2 separate regions of the Oryctolagus cuniculus genome follow, and region 2 is linked to region 1. A link is a contact called in public Micro-C data. All regions are on one chromosome and are shown on one strand. The core of a region is the stretch at or near the end of the contact, and the rest is flanking DNA. Distances in the headings are between cores, read along the strand shown.

Region 1 (2,751 bases), core at 86-2,585:
TTTTTTTCTTTAGTGATCTTAATGACAATTTTTAATTACTAACATATTCATTATTTAAATAGCCAAAAATTATAGGATGCACTTCAATTTTAAAGTTAATTGCAATTGAAATGTAGTCTAGGAATTAAATAGCAATAAAGCAAGCATGAAAGGCAGGTAGTAGCTTGTCAACTAAGTCTCACATTTGGAGTACAGTGGAAAGTGGGTAATTATAATTATAAATCTATAATTATTAAAAGAAAATACATCAGCAGAAATCTTCAGGTCAGTTGTATCTTTCAGAATTACCCTTTAGAATTTTCTAAAGAGTCTATATTTCTCTATTTGTCCCATAATTTCCTTTTTAATTCCTCTTTTTCTTCTGAATGTCGTAAGTCTTCCAATAAGCAGACCAATTTTCCTGATGTCAGATACTATTTGAATAAATAAAGAAGTCCGCAAGAAGGAAAGATGTATGGATGGATGAAACTTGATCCCAAAGTTATATAACATATATAGCTATAACTTGCAGATAAAATTAGTGTCATAAAAAACTTAATCATTTCCTGTTCAGTATGTGTGCAAATGTACTTTTGCTTCATACAATAATCCTCTTGTGTATACCCTGCTTTTTCTTTCAGTGTGGGGGGAGGTATCCATGAAAAAAAAAATGGGATTTTTGCATAATAAACTTGATGTCATTTCAGGTTATTCTTTTTAATGGAAAACAAAAGTAAATTCTGATTATCCTGCCTTCCAGTAGAAACGATTTTATGTGGTATTAGGAGTTTTTTTCTTTGCAGATGCTCTAGATCTCTTAACCACCTTGCTGTTCTCTTGGTGAGGTTAGCCGTGGTTAGCAAACAATGAAGATCTGGTCTGTGGCGCTCATTTACTAATATTTTCACATCACAGATAGTTCTAGAGGCTCCCTGGGACTTTGCCTGTTATGTTATCACTGGACTTTCTCATGGTGTTCTGTTTTAGAACAATTTGGGGGATGTTTTAAATTTGCTGCCTATTCATTTTGTGACTAAAGGAAAAATTACAGAAAATTCCATACTATTTGAGAACATGTTGTCTTGGTTAAGGCTTTGGATCACATTTTAAAATTAGCTTTAAAGAGAAAGGAAATCATATAAATGCTCTGGAATTCGGATAAGCACCCGGCATGGGAAGCAGGCACTTACATTGTACAGTACCTTCTCAATTGGGGTAGGGCTGAGAAAGGGTGAGAAAGGAGCATTCTAGACCTTTACACTTTGCTGTTTTTCCTGCTGTGCCCCTACCTCATTGAATGTGGGCTGTGGAAGCGCTGGTATACTGCAGTATCTTGGATATTCCACAGGGTGTCATGGTGGGGTTGCTTGTTCTTCGGTGCCCTGTCTGGCAGGAGGTGGTCTGAGCCGAGTCCCCTCTTAGTGTTCACGGTGGCAGGTTTCCGTCAAGGAACAGGTATTTTCTGAAGGCCTACTACGTGCCTGCCTCAGGCCCGAAAATGCGGTTCCTAGCAGAATCACGTGGATCCTCTTAATCACTTTGTGTTTGATGTTTTTGGCCAGCACCCTGTTAACCAACGCTATGCATTTGCTTCAGTTTGACTTTCCCTTGGAGCTTCATGCCATAGGAGAGGGACTCACAAATGGAAGATCAGATTCTGCAAACTACTTGGTTCCTTTCCCTCCACCCTCTGGTAGGAATGGATCCTTATGTGTGTTAATGCAGGAAGGGCACGAGAATTCCTCTCTGAACTGTTCTGGGGTAGCCACGGAGAGGCTAAAGCAAGAACTGGGGCTTCTGGAGGCAGTCTGAGGGTACTACCTTGCTTTGCCCCTGATTTTCTGGATCACTTGAACGAGTTACTTCACTTGTTTTCATTTTACATCCTTAATGAACTATTTAAGAATAAATGAACCAATGCGTTTGATAAAAGCTTTTAGTGGCTCCAGTTCTGGAATGAAATGACATAAACTCAGTTTTACTTGCTGCTTGCCTGTAAGTGCAATTAAATACCTGGAAGTAATTGCACACACCATCACAAAAGGATGCTGAGTAGTAGGAAAGAAGAAGGAAGATTTCCTGAGGCCTTGGGACTTTCTGACACCACCACAGCAAGTTCTCTGGCTTTCCATCTAGCCCCCATAGAGGAGGACAGGGCACTGGAGGGCCCTGTTACTCTCTCAACTACCAACAGGAATGGGTGAGGGAAGGAAAGAAGGAAGGAAAAAAGGGAGAGAGAGAAGGGAATGCCTCTTTGGCCCAAGGAGTCAGAAGTGGAGGACACCCTACTGAGATTTAGCCATGGCCCAGTCTGTCTAAAAAATATTGCTGGCAAAGGCCTAGCAAGCCAGCGCATCTCCTGCCTCAACCTGCCACAAGGGGTGGGCCCACGCTGTCCACAGCAGCTTTACCAGCAGAGCCAGGGTGGGCCGCCAAGCCTGTGGTAGCAGAGACCCTCCCTGCATCCAGCAGTGATGTCAGCATCTCAGGGAGGTCAGAGAGAACCCACATGCTAAACTCAATTTGGTGACTGCCAGTTTACATAGAAGGTATCAACAGGGGGGAAAGCACCTCTTAATATAGATTCGAAATTTCTAGCATACCATGGAAAATCTTTTCTCGTACCAAGAAAAATCACTCATTATCAAATCTCTCTCATGAATGAGAAAGGACAACTAATGGCAGACCTAAAATGAATCAGATACTGAAATTAATCTAAACATTTTTAAAGTAGTTATGCAATTAATTAACCACAAGTTTTCTTGCAAATAA
Region 2 (2,751 bases), core at 113-2,612, 580 kb after region 1:
CCGCTCCTCCCACCCGCACTCGGCTCACTGCCGCCGCCGCCGCCGCCGCCGCCTACAGGTGGAGAAGTCACCAGTGGGGAGGAACGGACGTGAGAGCCCCCAGGGCCGACCGGCTCCTGTCCCTGAAACTTTTCGGGAAAGGCGCCTTCACTGCCCGGCCGCCCGCGCCCTGGAAACCAGGGGCCTAACTGCACCCGGAGCCAGCGCCTCTCTGGCCCCGCGGGGGACTCCTCTGCAGTGGCTCTGGCCTCGTCCTGCACCTCCCACCTTTCTTTCGGAACTGATCCAGCTGGAGGCGGGGTGGCAGCGGTCCAAGGCTAGGCTGTCCGTGCGTGCATGATGGCGAAGTGGCTGGCGACCCCAGACCAGGACCAAGGGAAACTCCACGCCCCTCGAGCTCCCTGTCCCCTCCCTCGGCGGCAGCTGCCAGGAGAGGGGGTGACACGCCAGTTTGTGGGGCCGGCGAGGAGGGGATCCTGTCCCAGGACAACGGGCACCAGAGCCCCCTCTTCCTACTGGACTTGCTTCCCTTCTCTCAGGCTGGGGGCGGGGTAGGGAGGCCACCGGTGGGAGGGGGCCCCCTTTTCCGGTTTCTTCGGTTAGGATCTCTCTGGCTCTTAGGCCCTAGGCCCCCCATCTTCTCCCAGCCCAAGTCTGGCTTGAGAACGTCCTCATGGAAAGCCGCGCTGCTCTCCGCATCTGGAAGTGGCTTTCTCCAGCTCATCCCGTAAACTGATTATGAAACATACGATGTTAATTCGGAGCTGCATTTCCCAGCTGGGCACTCTCGCGCGCACTGGTCCCCGGGGCCTCGCCCCCCACCCCCTGCCCTTCCCTCCCGCGTCCTGCCCCCACCCCCCACCCCCGCGCCGGCCACCCCGCCTCCTCCGCAGCCGCTGCCGCCGCCGCCAGCGCGCTCCACTCGCCTTCGCGCTCCTCTGGCCCCTGGAATTAAGTCTGGCTCCACTTGTCGCTCAGCCCAGGTCGGGGAGAGGACTAGGGTGGCGGCGGGACCCAGCGCAGCTGGAAGTAGCGGGGAGCGAGGGGGTGCGGGACTGGAGGAAGCAGGAAGGAGGCAGCGCCTGGCACCGGGGGCTTTGCACAGCATTGAGACATGTTTGTAATCGCTGGCGTGCCCGGCGCGCAGGATCCCAGCGAAATCAGATTTCCTGGTGAGGTTGCGTGGGTGGATTAATTTGGAAAAAGAAACTGCCTATATCTCTGCCATCAAACAACTCACGGAGGAGAAGCGCAGTCAATCAACAGTAAACTTAAGAGACCCCAGATGCTTCCGTTGTTTAAACTTGTATGCTTGAGAATTATCTGAGAGGCAATAAACATACGATCCTTTCTTCCCTCTCCAGAAGTCCATTGGAATATTAAGCCCAGGCGTTGCTTTGGGGACTGCTGGAAGTGCAATGTCTTCCAAGTTCTTCGTAATGGCTTTGGCCGTATTTTTTTCCTTCGCCCAGGTTGTAATAGAAGCCAATTCTTGGTGGTAAGTTCATTCTATGTGCATACTGGTTTTTTTTTTTAATTGGTTTGTGTGAGGCTGCATTTAAAGCTGGATGATAAGTGTGGGTGCATTTATCTAATATGTATGCATGTGATATCATTTACTTGTATATACTTTTAAAATCAGTTTTCTTTTCACTTGCTAATATTGTACAGCTTATCTTCAGCTCCATAGGGAATCAGAACCTATAAATCTAGGCTGTTTTCTGTGGGGCCCCTGTTCAGCTGTATGGTTGTAGTGCATCATGCAATGAAAGGGAACAGAAATTGACTTCTCCAGTCATTGTAAGCTTATCTATAAAATTTCTGGGTAATAAAAGTGAATTTCCACTTTTATTTTTTTGTCGCTTGAGGTTATTCACCTGCAGAGTTGGAAGCAGGCAGCGTTGTGGGCAGATAGCAGAGTCCAGGCAGAGAAGTGTTTGAGCCAGAGGAGGTGGACTTGAGGAAGCCCAGTGGCCCTCCGTGGGGGCCTCATGGCCATGGCCGTGGCGCAGTACTCCCCGAGGGTTCCTGCAGTCAGAGCCCTGGCTGTTTGTTCCTTGTCAGTGCCCTGTCTTGGGTCCTTGACAGCCGCATAAGGAGCCCTTTGAGCATGTCCACAGCGTGGAGGATTTTCTTCTTCAGTGTGTGTATGCTTGTCCCTCCGTTCTTCTCTCAGCTGGGAGGAACTGCTTTCTCCTCCCCGCGTCTAATTGGCTCTGCTTTCGGTATTCGTGTGCTCGCAAGGCAGATGGGTCCGGTTTGTGGGCCAAAGTGAGTCACTCTCTCAAATGCCACAGGCCGGTTCCCCCAGAAACCGCCATTTCCCTCTTTCCCCTGGGGTGGGTTTCGGAAATATCTGTTCAGGTAGAAGGCGAGAGGGGCAAGGCGGGGAGTGAGGGCGCTCACCGAGGAGCCAGCTGGCGGGATGGGGATACACAATACCTCCGTTTTCTGAGTGCCGTTTAAACAGAAGAGGTTTATGCAGGCCTTGCCATACTTTGTCATGAGGACAAGCAGAAAAAGCATCTGTGTGCTCAAAGCCAAGTATTGCTGACATGCTTCGGGGCCCCAGCTCGGGAGTTCCCGACAATCTTGAACGCACATCTCCCAACCCCCCCTCCTCCTCCCCACCCTGTGCAGGTCCCTAGGTATGAATAACCCTGTTCAGATGTCAGAAGTATACATCATAGGAGCGCAGCCTCTCTGCAGCCAACTGGCGGGACTTTCTCAAGGACAGAAGAAACTGTGCCA

Evidence for each region. A called contact is a pair of places that touch in the nucleus more often than the background predicts.
Region 2: a Micro-C map of ear pinna shows a contact between it and region 1, with 11 times the contacts expected there. The contact joins the promoter of WNT5A here to the enhancer-like site in region 1. A contact is called at or near these places in 2 of 6 Hi-C or Micro-C datasets (ear pinna and an unstated tissue).

The regions. Positions count from the first base shown.
Region 1 is chr10:93,852,191-93,854,941 of mOryCun1.1, forward strand. All of the region lies in intron 9 of ERC2 (ELKS/RAB6-interacting/CAST family member 2), which reads left to right. Among named protein-coding and RNA genes, the nearest start is that of ERC2, 460 kb to the left of the region's middle. Within about 2 kb of position 1,336, at least 2 of the 8 cell types and tissues checked have an H3K27ac peak or open chromatin away from gene starts, as enhancers often do.
Region 2 is chr10:94,432,110-94,434,860 of mOryCun1.1, forward strand. WNT5A (Wnt family member 5A) reads left to right here and starts at 1,363. Exons shown (of 4, transcript NM_001082665.1): 1 at 1,363-1,498; 2 at 2,641-2,751. The coding sequence starts at 1,363.